2 separate regions of the Zea mays genome follow, and region 1 is linked to region 2. Evidence: chromatin contacts called from public Hi-C data. All regions are on one chromosome and are shown on one strand. The core of a region is the stretch at or near the end of the contact, and the rest is flanking DNA. Distances in the headings are between cores, read along the strand shown. Region 1 holds the start of LOC100193191. Region 2 holds the start of LOC100272922.

What was found. Hi-C and Micro-C count contacts between places; a contact is called where the count stands out from the background.
Region 1: a Hi-C map of leaf mesophyll shows a contact between it and region 2, with 4 times the contacts expected there. The contact joins the promoter of LOC100193191 here to the promoter of LOC100272922 in region 2. A contact is called at or near these places in 2 of 25 Hi-C or Micro-C datasets (ear and leaf mesophyll).

The regions. Positions count from the first base shown.
Region 1 is chr5:182,415,750-182,423,198 of Zm-B73-REFERENCE-NAM-5.0, reverse strand. LOC100193191 reads right to left here and starts at 4,607. Exons shown (of 5, transcript NM_001138346.1): 1 at 4,400-4,607; 2 at 4,165-4,310; 3 at 3,397-3,556; 4 at 2,964-3,281; 5 at 1,235-1,581. The coding sequence starts at 4,502. The coding sequence ends at 1,376. LOC100278158 (phosphoinositide binding) reads right to left here. Exons shown (of 4, transcript NM_001350952.1): 4 at 5,007-7,449. The coding sequence ends at 5,239.
Region 2 is chr5:181,660,254-181,666,989 of Zm-B73-REFERENCE-NAM-5.0, reverse strand. LOC100272922 reads left to right here and starts at 1,317. Exons shown (of 4, transcript NM_001147374.1): 1 at 1,317-1,540; 2 at 1,630-1,732; 3 at 4,266-4,652; 4 at 5,217-5,685. The coding sequence starts at 1,443. The coding sequence ends at 5,345. It also overlaps the pseudogene LOC111589502.

The sequences.
Region 1 (7,449 bases), core at 3,358-5,857, 750 kb before region 2:
GGAGATGATGATTATTCTCGCCACGTACGTTGTTGGCACGCGCGCGAGCGCGGCGCAGTGGTACGTACGGTACAGCTCCGGTCCACTCCCGGCGTCATGCATGCATGGCAGCGGCCGGCCGGCGGGTGTAGACGTCTACTAGTTCTTAACCTCCTGCGGTCGGCCACCTGCAGCGCCGGGTGGCGGCGGGCAGCACTTCTGGCATCCTCCATGGAATACGTGGTGGCAGCAGCCGTACTCGCAGGCGTGGCCGTACTCGTCTGATCCGCCGCCGCGCCGTTCCTGCTGCTTCATCACGCCGGCGGCGGCGTCCTTGCTCCTCGCCACCATCTTCTCGTTGTTTTCATCTGAGTGGTGGGTGATGACGAAGGAATATAATAGCATACAGATCGTCATATCTCATATGTATGAGTATTGATTATATTGACAAAGAAGAGAGAACGGAGGAAAAAAACTGGAATAGTGTCCAACGAACGCACGAGTTTGCTCCGCCGCGGCGGCGAGCACGGCGGCCGACGTCGCTAGCAGCAGGATGGCGAGGAGGAACAGAGCCTTGGACGCCATTAGATTATATTGTATTGATGTGTGGATCGATGGGATGTCGCAGCTAGCCGCTGGTGGGCGATCAGTTTAGCAGGTCGAGGCGGTGCTATTTATACTATACCGGCAGCGGATGGAGCAGATAAGGGCGCGTATGTATGTGCGTGAGACGGGAAGAGACGACGATCAAGTATAGTAGTGAGGAGAGGTTGATACGCGTGCGCTCTCTTTATTTTATTTGTTCCTACACGGCGGCCAACAAACCGGACACAGGCAGCTCACCCAGCTGCCCGTCGCTGTGTAGGCAACTAGCTGCAGCTAGGCACTATCGCGTGTGGAGGTCGACACGAACGCGCCTGCAGTAACGGTCTGCCCCTCTCTCGCGCGCGCACGGCTCGTGAGTCGTGACTCTCACCCAAAATACGTCCCGCCGCTCTAGGGCGCCCCTTGTTTAGATTCCGAGGTTACAAGATTATTCTAGTGTTGTCTCTACCTCTGAAATCAAAAATGGAGGAACGAGAGATGATGTAGCTGTCCCAACTGTTCCATAACCAAACACACACCAGACACCGCAAACGGACTGGTACGTGCATTTTCGGTGTTCACATTCAACGATTCACCTTTCTTTTTAAGTAAAACACGGATGGAGACTAGCTGGGCGAGTGCGTTGTGATTTATTTTTATTTTTTTGATTAAATCAATAGTTATTTATATACGAATATTAAAATCGTTCTCAAAACAATCCAATACCTGCAGTGAGTTTAACAAGACCGACAAAACGCAAAACTCAACGAACGGGAAGGAACTCGCTGTCTCGTCTGTAAAGAAATCTACCTTACTCGCCGGGCTGCAGCCTCGATATGTACTTGTCATACACCTTCGCCGCTCGCTCCAGGTCGCCCAGCTCGGTGTAGCAGTCCGCTATGGCACCGTAGGCCTCGGTGCAGCCGGAATCTTCACCTGTCTCCTTGGACAGCTCCAGAACCTTGCTGTACTGTCTCATTGCTTCTCGGTACTTCCCGAGCCTCTGCAGCGATGCGCCTAGCCAGAAAGCCAAATAGATAGCGTGTGAGGAAATCCCCAGCTCGCACAGATCGACTTCATGAGTAAAAACAGCTAGCGTTCCACGATTTGCGTCTCTGCCTGAATGAAGCTTACATACAGCTAGAGTGCAATTCTTTTCTATGGGGATGATAAACAAGGTTGACAAACAAAAAAATCGTCCATGATCATAAAAAGTAAAGCACCACTATAAACCAGTACAACCAGAACAAATCACATAGGTTGGTTCACGGGAGACAAACTCAACCGTAGGTTTCAAACATTAGTCATCTTATGCTAAGAACTATTGCAGTCAGTTGATATAAGGTCCATTACTAGTTCACAACAGAATTTGCTTCAAGTGATCTCCGGCATGTAAATAAATCTCCAAAGTTACAGGCTAAGCACGCATGCAGATGAAAAAAAAAACCCTACAGTATGTAGCTATCTGAAGGCTCAACGATCCATTGCGATTTGGCGATGTTTGCATCTGCTGTGTATTTAATGCTAGAAATTGGAACTACAAAGAAGGTCGACAAAAGATTATGCTTCTGGAAAAAAAAAACATTAAACACTGGTGTAAGCTAAAGCAACCTCAACAAACTACATGACTTTGTTCGTTGGAGGAAACTAATCAAAAGAAGTTTGATATCTCCCAAAAAAAGACAAAAGTTTGGAAGACATTAAATTCATCCTTAAAAACCAAAAGTCACCTTATGCTGAGCAATAGCTTTCCAGTAGATATAAATTATGCTACTAGTTCACATTAAAATTTGTTTCCACTTATTTCAGATGTGCAGATCTCCAATTCGAGAGCAGGGATACAAGCAAATAAAGTATTCAGTAAGAAGCTAGATAACATCTTCGGTACCCACCCAACTGCAAAATCTACCATCTAATGGGATTTGCCAAAAAAAACTACTTCGAAATTTTACTTGAAGATTTTCACCTGGCAATCATTCTCCTAAAGGTTTGGCAAATAAATCTTTGCTTACCATAAATAAAGGAATTATTCAAAATTCAATGCGGGACAACAGTCATCTCATGCAGAAGCAACTGAAACACAATAGCAAGAAAATGCAACCTAGGTGAAACAAGTAGACACCACCATACATTTCAGTCATTTTCAGTTTTTATATACAAATATCCACTACTTAGCTAATGCTTGGTGCCAAAGTTAGGACATCAGCGCTAGTTCTCCATCTCCATCAGTCTACTACGTTGTGCTGATTAATATTGTGTAACCTGACTGACCATTTTTATGGGATCTAGGAAAGCATATATGCGTTTTTTAGGGCAGCACACGTTAGATTATTTATGCACTGTTCATCACCTATGATAACAAAAATATAAATAAAAGTGATTACAGGGAGAAAAATAACCTAGTCCTCGGGCAGCTTTCTTTTCTTCAAAACGATCACCTATGCTCTCTGCAAGCTCCAGAGCTGTTCTGAACTCCACTATAGCCTTATCAAGATCTTGATTCCTCATGTAATTCTTCCCATTTCTCAGGTTTGTGACCAACTGCTGCTTCCTTGGGTCAACAATAACATCAGTTTCATTTGTTCTCCCAACTGGCGCATAAGTAAGGCCAGGCGCAAATGACTCAATCTGTGCCTGCCTTCTAAGTGCTGCATTGATCTGGCGAAGTTGATTATTGAGCCGCTTCAATTCCGCCTTTCTTTGGCGTGCTAATAATCCTACATGTGAAAAATCAGAGAGGAAAAATTTTAGCGGCTAAGTAACATCCCTCTACATCAACTTTGCATGCAAGAAGCAATGATGCGAACGAGCACACATGTTCAGATATCTTACCGCCAACAGCAGCTCCTATTAGTGCTACAACAATAAAAATTGGCATATTGGCGAAAGAACTAGGTGGCTGGCACATCTCCGCTGACGCCTCAAGAGGTACAGAAAGCAATGTCATGGTTGAAAGTACAGCAGCTTTCAGAAGGTTGGGACATGCCATTTTCTGCAGTGGCAAATTTCAAGTGCAGAGATAATGCCAGGTCAGCATCCACACTGCAACACAACTGAACGGAGAGCAGAACAGCATGTCAAAGCAAAGACAAGCAAGAATACACTCCACTAGTGGAATGTAAATGCCCTAAACCGCTCAAAGTTTTGTAAATGTATGCAAAATTTGTAGATTATGCTCACTGTGCCCTAAACCGCCGCATAGAATCCTGCGACAAGCCTCTTTGTTCACGCTGATCAGAAATTCTGCTTACTTCAGATGCAATTATGTAAGCCCATATTTCTGTCTGGTTGCGATTCACAAACTAGTTACAGTTGGTGGGCAAAATGATCGTACAAACTGCCGAGGAACAAGCAAAATGTAAGTGCCTCTGATTGAATAAGCTATCTAATCTATGACTCTATGTACACCGTAGCCATAGCCACATCAACAGGGTATTCAGTTGCAATGTCAGTGTGTGTGTGTCACCTAGAAGACTCAGTGCTCCATGTGGGCTTATGCATTGCCACAGTACCCCACATCACGTGAAATTTCAAGTATTTGGTTCACATTTCGATCGATTCAACTCTCACTGCAGCAAGCGAAAGCGTAATCGAACGCACCTGATGATCGATAAGCATTCTCCTGAGGGCGTGCGGCAGCCTCGGCGCCTCCCCACCCATGGCCCCGAGGTGCGCGAAACCGCCGCTGCCATGGGTCCGTGGCTGGGGCAGAGAGCCGACGCGGAGTGACGCCGCCGCCACGCCCTCTACTCTCGCATCAACACGGAAAGCGAATCAATCGAAGCAGCCAAGGTAAGACCACACAACCTGGGGCCTCGGGGGTTTAGCGGCTTACCAGAGAAGAGGCGGGACCGGCCGGGGAGGCGGAAGCCATACCGGAAGCGCGAGAGTGACGGGGAGCCAAGGTTGGCGCCGCGGTGGCCGACTGCCGCCTGCATCACCGCCGGTTGGCTCGCGCAGCGTCAGCCTCGGTTTCGGCTGGTGGGGAAGGGAGTGTGGGAAGCGGTCGCGTGACGGCGGTCACCTGCTGGCTGCTGCGTGCGTGTCGAGGTCGCGTGCGCGTGCTCCATCACCGCGCGAAGGTTTCGACTGGGCCTGTGGCCCTGTGGGCTATATACACGGTTTTGGCCAGCCCGTGGAGATAACAGCTCAGGCCTTACCACCTTAGTTTTGGTACAAACTTTTTGTAAATATTTTTCTTGTAATAGTATTTTTTTACATCACCGTTAGTACAGATCAACAGCCCATTTTATAAAGTGAGTTGAATAAAATACCACGAGGCAAGGACACAAGAACTATTAGTATTAGAATCCTGTGAAAATGTCAAATACAGTAGCATACGTTGTGAGCTTGGAAAACATTATTATCAAATGACTAACATATGAAATGTTCAGATTCCAACTTAATTGACATTCCCCTAACATTGTGTATACACGAATTCGTGAAAATAATCTCCGTCCATCAGATTTTATTTATACATACATGAAAGGGACTGCTCATAGCTCGAACACAAACAGGACATAAGTTTATGGTGCTCAAAGCTCACAAGCTGTGCCAATCAGGGCCATAGGACTCGATATGATTCTCTGTTCTAGCTGGAACGCTTGGGATGTCAGGTAACCAAAACGAACAATTGACAAAAGAACAAGAGCAATCTGGGAGGGTGTGATTGGCTTAAGCTGAGTTCAACTTCTTCTCCAGTCGCTTTGCCGAGCGAAGGGCCTCCAGGGCCTCTGCTTGTTTCCCTTCCCGCTTCAAGTTAAGCGCTTTCAGTTTCTCCGCCTTGATCTGTTCTTCAAGTTGACTTCTCTCGCTCTGAGGTTTGCTGGTCGCGGCAACAGATGACTTGGCTTCCACTTTTTGCGGAGGTTGAGAACTTGAGGACTGCACAGGTTTCAGAGGTTGTGCACTAGAGGATTGCATGGATAAATCCATGTCACTCCAACCAATGGATCTTAGGGCAGACATGATCTGAGGATCAAGGAGATTCTCGACGCTCGTGTCGTTTGGTTCACTTGACTTTCCCCCGGAGCTCGAGCTTTGGTTGTCTGACTCTTCCAGTTGGCTCTCTAGCTCCTTGGCCAGTTCAAATTCTGCATCTGCTTCTGCAGTCTTTCCTTCTCTCCGCAACTTGAGGGCGTTGCGCTTATGAGCCAGGGATTCACGCTGGATTTTGAGACGATCCCGGCTGGACATTGCTTTCTGAGGTTGCGTCCGCTTGCTCGCTTGTGCAGGAGGGGGAGAAGTTATGTCGTCAGTGTGATTGCTGGAGCTAGCAGGTTGTTGGACCAAACTGTTCTGTTCCACAGCAGGAGTAATGGAGTCACCCACACCATCCATGGTGTCTTGTTGAGCACCTTCAAGGTGCTTTTCTAATTGTTTTGCCAGTTTCAATTCTTCTCTAGCTTCTGCCATCTTCCCTTCTCTCTTAAAGGCAACTGCTTTTCTCTTATGAAGTAATATCTCATCTTTAAGAGTATCATCTCCTTGTGTTTTCTGATGCTCATTACGATCATGTACTACAGAAGGTGAATGTGACCCTTTTTCAGATCCCAACGGATCAGTAAAAGCTGGCTGCGACAAGGCTGGAGACCTTCCAGCTCTACTTTCTTCTCCCACATCACCTTGATTAGGATTGGTTGTCTCAATCTGCGGTTTACTTGGAGAACCACACAGAGTAACCACTGGCGTACCAGATTCAGATGCATGCACTAGCAATATTTCGTCCCCGCCAGCAGTAGTAACACCTTGACTAGCACTCAAGTTATTTGATTCTTCCATCTCTGCAAGTTGCTGCTCCAACACCTTAGCCTTCTCAAGTTCCTCCTCAGCTTCAGTGTTTTTCCCTCCCCTTCTGAGGGCAAGAGCCTTCCTTTTTATACCAAGCAATTCCTTCTGAAGCTGGCCCTTAGTTTTTGATGATTTATGATGAACTACATGTGCAGAAAATGATGCTTTGTCAGTTGTTTCCACAGAATCTGAACCAGCATCTTCCCATCCCATATTTTTCAGCACCGACAGCAATGCTGGATCCTGCATATCCTTGTCTGTAACCTCAGGTTCATATACCTCATCAGCAAGATTGATATTTGGGGGTTCAACTTTGTACGGGGGATTAGATGGAAAGCTCCTGGTTTCCTTTGCTACAGGTGGTTTGGAAGAATTTTCAAGCTCTTCAAGCTGCTTTTCAAGAACACTACCCTTTCTCAGCTCTTCCTCAGACTCATCCACCTTCCCTTCCCTCCTCAAAGCTAGTGCCTTCTTCTTCAGAGCCAACAGTTCTCGCTGAATTGCAAGCTTACTTTTTGGTGTTGGTATAGGTCGGACATTCGTCCCTGCATAAGTGGCATCTTCTGCATGTGTAGTTTTCTGCCTTTCTAGAGAAGGAACCTTTGAGTCTGGCTCTTCAGTTTTGAGATCCTTCTCTAGTAGCTTTGCCTTTTTAAGCAATGACATGGCTTCTACAACATTACCAGACCTTCTGTTTGCAACAGCCTCTCTTTTTAGAGAAAGTACTTGCTCCTTTAGCCCCTCTTGATTTGAAGAAACAGGTTCGAGATTTTCCAACTGTTTGTCATCCTCCTCACTCCAGCCAAATGATTTTAGAGCAGCAGCCATATCTGGGTCATTCATGTCATCATCTGTAACGTCAAAGTGACCATCAGTGGCAAGATCATTAGAGGCAACCATAATTTGTTCAAAGTTGAAAGCTGGGAACTTTGAATCATCTATAAATATGTCATCATTCTTATCGTCGTCCATGTTCCGAATAATAGCAGCCAAATCATCATCTGAGTTTTCTGCTTCACCTAGAATCTCCTGTTCCTCAAGTTGTTTTTCCAAAATTTTAGCCTTCTTGAGCTCTTCCTTTGCTTCAGCAAGCCT
Region 2 (6,736 bases), core at 68-2,567:
GAGAGCACCGCCGCTGGTTCTCTTGAGTAATTGACGCCTCTAAAAAGGTGTCAACAAACGGACTGCTGAGGTTAAAAAAAACATCATCTGAAGCACATGTCTGAAACTAGTCGAGACTTTTACATTAGCAGCTATGCCGCTGTATATAAGTGGGATAGAGTAGGAGTTAAAAGCTTTTCTTGTCCCATATAAAATAGGTTACCTCCTATCTTAAGCAAGAATGCCTACAACAACATATATATATTTTTTCTCGGTAGAATTTTAAAGCCTTAAACTCAGAGCTGTTCAGTGAGGCCGTGGCTCTCCATTGGTGTGGTCAAATCACGGGGTTTTGTCCTTTAGCTGCTCACCTGAACTGCCTCTAGATCTTCTAACCACTGGAGTTGGAGTATGATCCATGTCGGTTTCAATAAGCAAAACTTCCCAGCTCGTGAAATGGGCCACTGAGAAATTTGGCGCGAGTTAAATGCCCGCTCCCTGACGTAACCTCGGATGCAAGACTGACATCATCCTTCATCGCAGAAACTTGGCGATGCTTGGCTGAAAAGGACGGGATTCAAACGGGAAGCAAATAGCGAAAGGTCCTAGGCTGCCTCTAGCAATGATCTGTATAAGGTCCGCTACGTTAAATATAGCGGTTGCTATGGTCTGTATCGTCTCTAACAGCGCACCGTAAACAATACGCTAAAATAGGGGATGACAATGTAGGCCGCTAAATTTGGAGGGTCCTCTATGCTTCTCTTTATCACCTGTCAGCCGCGTCCGCGTGGATTTTGGTCGAATGGTCATTGGTCTTCGGCCTGCAACTCCGGTTTCTTCCGCCTCTGCCAGCACAAGTTAATCTTGCCTGATATTCGGATTTGACACAAGAGAACTAGAAAAGAGGCAGACAGATTCAGTTCATATTACAATATCGTCATGAGATTTTTTGTATTTGAGATCAGAACATCAATAGTCAATCTTGTATTGCAATAACATACGATGCCAGAATTTTCAAATTTTTGAAAATGATTACTTCATTTTTTGCATTAAGTACATAATTTAAAATTTTATTTAAATACAAATTAGAGAGAGAAAATAATGTAGTTTATAAATTCTGTTACTACTATATATATATAGAGGACCGAATTTAAAGGACGTTGCTGGAGACTGAAAAGATATAGATAACAAAATCTTTTAGAGTATGCTGTAGAGGATAGGAGGATATTATTTTAGGGGATTGAAATTTAAGAGACGCTGCTGGAGATACGACGAGCTGTGCGGTCCATTTTTATTCAAACGGGCTGGAGGCCCATGAAATGGGAAGGCCCTTATTGGATTCCTCGTACCTGTGGCTTGCGGTATTCCACTGTTTCTCTCTCGAAATCGGCCGTCTCTCTCCCGTCCGGCACTTCCTCCGATCGACTAGCCTGCGGCGGCGCCGGCGCCGGCGACCAGCGGCCATGCGGGTGGCACCCAGGGTGCTCTTCCTCGTCCGCGACGCCGCGGGCTACGGCGCTGCCCTCGCCGACGCGCTCCGCCCGCCGCCCGGGCTAACTAGGTTTTCGCTCCCACCCAAAACCCTAACCTAACGTTCCAACGCACGTAGCATCCGCTCACTGGCTTTTTGCCGCTGGATGTTTCTGGTAGGGAGTCCTCGCCCTTCGAGCTCCCCCTTGGAAAGTACGGCCTCGACGGAGAGAAGGCGTGCGCCGAGCTCCTGAGCTTTTCCGATTCCAGTGGCTCTCCACAGGTAAGGGCCCCAGAGGATTTCTAACCGTTCCATTGATTCGATTCGTGCTCTTCCAGTTGAAATTTAGCAAAATGAACGAGGATTTGTTGATTCTGCGGTTGGATTAATGAGCGCAAGGGTACTACACAAGCAGCTGTTAGGATTTTGCTCCTTCAAACTAGAAGATTAGTATTCTTTATAAGGATTTTGCTAGGATTTTTTTTTTTGTTTCGCCTTGAAAGTTGAAACTTTCTCATATGGAAACATAACCGTGGTTAGAAATTTGCCAGCACTTCTAGGACACGAAAAGGCTCATTATCGCTTCCATTTTGTTCAGCTTCCATGCAAAATGTAACTTCCTGGAAGCTCCAGGGTTCAGAAACTTCCCACTCCTCGGGATTTGGTAGTACTGAGTGTAGTCAGAAACCTTCATTTGTGGAAAAGAGATGAGTATTTGCTTCACGTATCTCATTATCAACTTGTTATGATTTAGAACATATTACTAATAAACTGAAGCTAGTATGGTGCATTTGGAAGCAAACGAACGACTCCATTTTCAGTAACATTGCCCCTTCTTTCCTCTCTTGGAAGGGCAGCTTCAATGAATGCTAAAGTCGCAAATGCTTAGGTTTAATAGTGTTAGGAGGCTTAGAGTGTCTTTGTGGCTAAATTCTCGATAGCCGATTGTCTAATTTCTCTTTTCTCTTGAACTTATTAGTTCCATTCCTCCCAATATTAAATAAAAAATCATGCTGTAGGGGTTTTCCCTACAGCATTTCCCCTAAAAAAAACTGAAGCTAGGTGGCGGGTGTTTGTTTTTTGGGCTTGCATCCTGGCTTGTTCCCATTGAATACTATGTCTACCTGACACATCAACTCTAAATTTGGTTTAGCAAGTATAACATAATAATGATGCTTTAGTTGATTAGAGGAGTTGGCTGCTGGGTGATAGCCACTGACTGCTAGCAAACAGAGGCGCGGAGGAAGAGGGGTGGCGCGAACGTCGCCTACTGCGCACAGCGGCACATGGCGCAGAGAAGCGGCTGCATACGCCGCGGAAGGAGATGACACACACAGCGCCGAGGGAGATGACGCACACAGCGACGGACGACATCAGCAGCACCTTTAGGCAGCGGCGGTAGAGAGCTGAGATGAGAGTGGTGTGTTGCTAGCCATCGGGCTTTAGGATAGGGGGAGTAGGGCAAGCGCATGGAGACTGGGCCAAAAGTAACAAACAAACTGGTCTCGAAATAGCTAATGGTCTAAAATGCATGAAATACTAGGTTTTACAGTTTAGAACGCTTAAACGCCAAAACGTGTTGTTTAAACGTTGTAAAATGTCGTTTTAGGCCATATTGTTTAACATTTCAGGGTTTCAATCTCTAATTAGTGTTTTGATGTTTAAACATGGTTTAAACGTTGTTTAAACGATGTTTTAAAAACACTGTCTAACAATGCTCAATTCTTTGGCTCTGTTTGTTTCGGCTTCTGGCAGCTTCTGGCCACCAAAAGCTGCTGCGGACTGCCAAACGCTCAGCTTTTCAGCCAGCTTCTATAAAATTCGTTGGGGCAAAAACCATCCAAAATCAACATAAACACATAATCGGTTGATTCGTTGTAATAGTAGGAATCCATCACTTTCTAGATCCTGAGCCCTATAAACAACTTTATCTTCCTCCACACGTAATCGTAATGATATTCAGATTTTCGCTACAGCCAGATTCTTCCCACAGCCAGATTTTTAGAAAAGCTGGTCAGAAAAAAACTGAACCAAACAGACCCTTTGTCAGCTAGTACAATGCTCGTACATTTCAACGGCACACCAATAATGCAACGAATGTACAACACATGAGGGTCCAGTGGCAAGCCAGTGTGATGGACCCCCACAAAAAAAATAAAGTGGATCATCCCCACAAAAAATAAATATAAAATTAAAGTGGACATATGACCCACATACCAGATATTAAAATGTAGATGATGCACTTTATCTTAGCCAAAAGGCCGAGATAGATATGAGTTAAAAAGAGACCTGCCCCTTTTTTATAGCTAACCCGGTCGCTCCTCCTTCAGCTAGCGAGGTGGTACTAGCCAAGAGTGATGCGCTGCGTGCTGCTTTATGTTGTGTTGGCTTTGGTGTTTTCTCACGGCCCATGTAACGGCCCACGTCACTTGACGACGCAAAATGACGGTGGACCGCTGGTTAGATTAGAAAGAATTATAAGGATTTTTTTTTTATGAAAGGGACGACGGTGGAAACCCGGAAAACTTGTGCTTTATAGGAGTAAAGAGTAAAGATGTGGTCCTCTTGCAAGTTGCAACTGATATTCAACTGTCAGTAAGCTAACTTGACTTCTAAATTACACGACCCATGGGCTGTTGGCGATCAAGCTGATAGTCTACTTTGATGATCATCACTAGTGAAAAATTGGCTATTTTTTCTTTGATGTGAAACATCAATTACATTGCTGATGGCTAATATTGACTATACACTGTCTTTGCTTCTTCACTGGACAAGGAAAATTTTGTATTTATTAAGTTATGTTGTTTATTGGCAGGTGACCATTTTTGTTCTGCCAGACTATAAGCCACCTCTTGCAGCGTGTGTTGTAAATGGGGTCTTGGAACTGATTTCTTCTGAAGCTACCTCCACTGAGCGAACTCTAATTGTCCCATACATCACAAGATCGTCAAGCTATCATCATGGAACGGAACATGCAACAAAGGCATCGACTGTACTTCATGGTGCTGAAATAGGGGCAACAACTGACTATACTCACCTGTTGGTTGGTGGGACCACTAAACCTCCTACATCCTTGCAAATACGTAGTGAACCAATATTATGTTTGCTGGAAATGGTGCGTGTGTTGAAGGTGCCTACAGTTCTTCTTGTCACTTCTGGTGGACAGCAGCAAGGCAAGAGCTCTACAGTTTCTGATCTTGAGGTATGTTTTGACTATTGTATTGAAGTTAGGTGAAAACATTATTTGCCTTTATTCAAGTCTCAAGGCTCTTGCCATGGAAATAATAATTGTCTATTTCTGCTTTCCTTTGCTTCTGTTTGCTCTGCAGACTTTGTGGTCCTGAAATTTTATAGAATTGTTCTGATCAAATGGGAAACATCAGCAAAACAATAGGCGTGCTAGGTGGTGGCAATGTTAAAATGTGTCTCTAAAAGATCTACGGTGACAGTGGATAACATTGTTTTCTAGTTTTCTTCTGTAAAAAAAAAAGCAACACACCTTGCTTTTCCTATGGTCTTGTCTGATTCTTGGTGTTTTGATCTGTCTATTTAGTACTGCGATGTTAAAAGTTTTGACTTCTGAATTTATCATATTCTAATATGAAGTAGTGCATATAACCACACATAGGTAGCATTAACAGCCTGCTGCCTCTGATCGTCCAGTTCAGTTCTGAATAACTGTGAAAAAAGGATATTATAATTTATACATGTAAAATGTGAAGTTTCTTGAGTCTTAGCTCACCCAATTTTTTTTTCCAATTGTTAGGTACTGCAATGCTTAGGAGAGCACTTGGCCAAGCACACGGCTTTGGAATTTTCCAAAGGAACTGTTCTCAAGAGAGGGATCGAAAAATCACGAATTGATCAGGAACCCTGGCGCGAGCTGTATGGGTGACGGTGCCCTCATACAGTTTGGTATTAGCTTAATTGGCTATACATGTTTGACTCGGATGAATGATGGTGTTTTATGGAGCTGGAATCACGAAGGATCTGGTCCGTCGAAACCACTATATATAATGTGGTTCCTTTCGCCTGGGTAAATCAACTCATCAGCAAGATATCGGATGTCTTAGAACTTGTAGACGCTTTGCAGTTAAACATTAAACGAAATACATTTACACTTCTAACCTCTTGGCCAGTAGTATTCAAGGGTTAGGTTTATTGCCTGACTCGCTGGAATGTTTATAGCCAAAGCTCCAATTTTGCTTTCGAAGGATATATATACATATATTCTCAACGTTTTTTCTTGTACCGCATCTTCCTAGCGTTGGCCTAAGGCCCGCAAAGTGGCCTTTAGGCCGGTTCGTCCCACCGGTCCAGTTAAAAGTGAGAGCAACCCCGTCCGTAGGATGCAAATCAACGGCCACGATTGAGTGCCCCCTTGAACAAAACCCATAGCTAGCCCGACACTTCGCCAGGGCCCAGGGGTCAGCGGATAACCGCACGACAGAACTAGCGCGCGAATGGGAGAGAGATGGCCATTTTCCGTCGGGATCGCGCGACGCGGCGCAGTTGACCGGGACGAGGTATTCAATTATTCATCGACGCGGCGGCGACACTAAGACTGACCGCAGCGGGCGTCTCTCTTCCATCCCTCCTTTATTACTGTTCATCTTTTAGGGGGCTACAGTTCTCTTATTCCCTCCGCAACGCCGCGCACTGCGGCATCCTCTCCGCCGTGTTCCCCTTCTCTCTCACGCCAGATAAGGCGGATCACTATTCACCCCCCGGTCGCTTCTCGCGAACGCCTACGCCCACGCCCTGGCGAGGAAAGTTCTTGGTCGATTTCGCTACGCCTCGACGCGTCCATCGAGCGTGGGCGACATGGCGTCGGATCTGCCGGTACAATGCCGATTCAGATCCGGTGGACCTCGACGACGAGCAGGAGCAAGTGCACGGCGACGAGGTCGTGACGAAGCAATCCCGTGTGCGGAGGAGGACGAAGCACCGACAAATACGACTCCGCCGAGGCTGTTCTTCGTCGCCACATCTGTCTCCCTCCACTCCGACCGTCGACGGCATCCTCAGATCCGGATTTCCTCCCTTCGCTTCTGACACTTGGACCACAGATCTTGCCTTCCTCAGGTACGAAGCACATCTCAATCCGGCTCCCAGGTTAATCTGTGTTCGTTTCATTTAGGAATTTGTCTGTTCTTAGTTTCGTAGTTCAGGCAATTCATTCGGTAAGGATCAATTTCGAACACTTGCAACAGCACTAGTCTAGATGGATCTGGTTTAGGGTTTAGGATTGTCGAACACATTCGTAGAACCTTTAGTTGCTCGGAC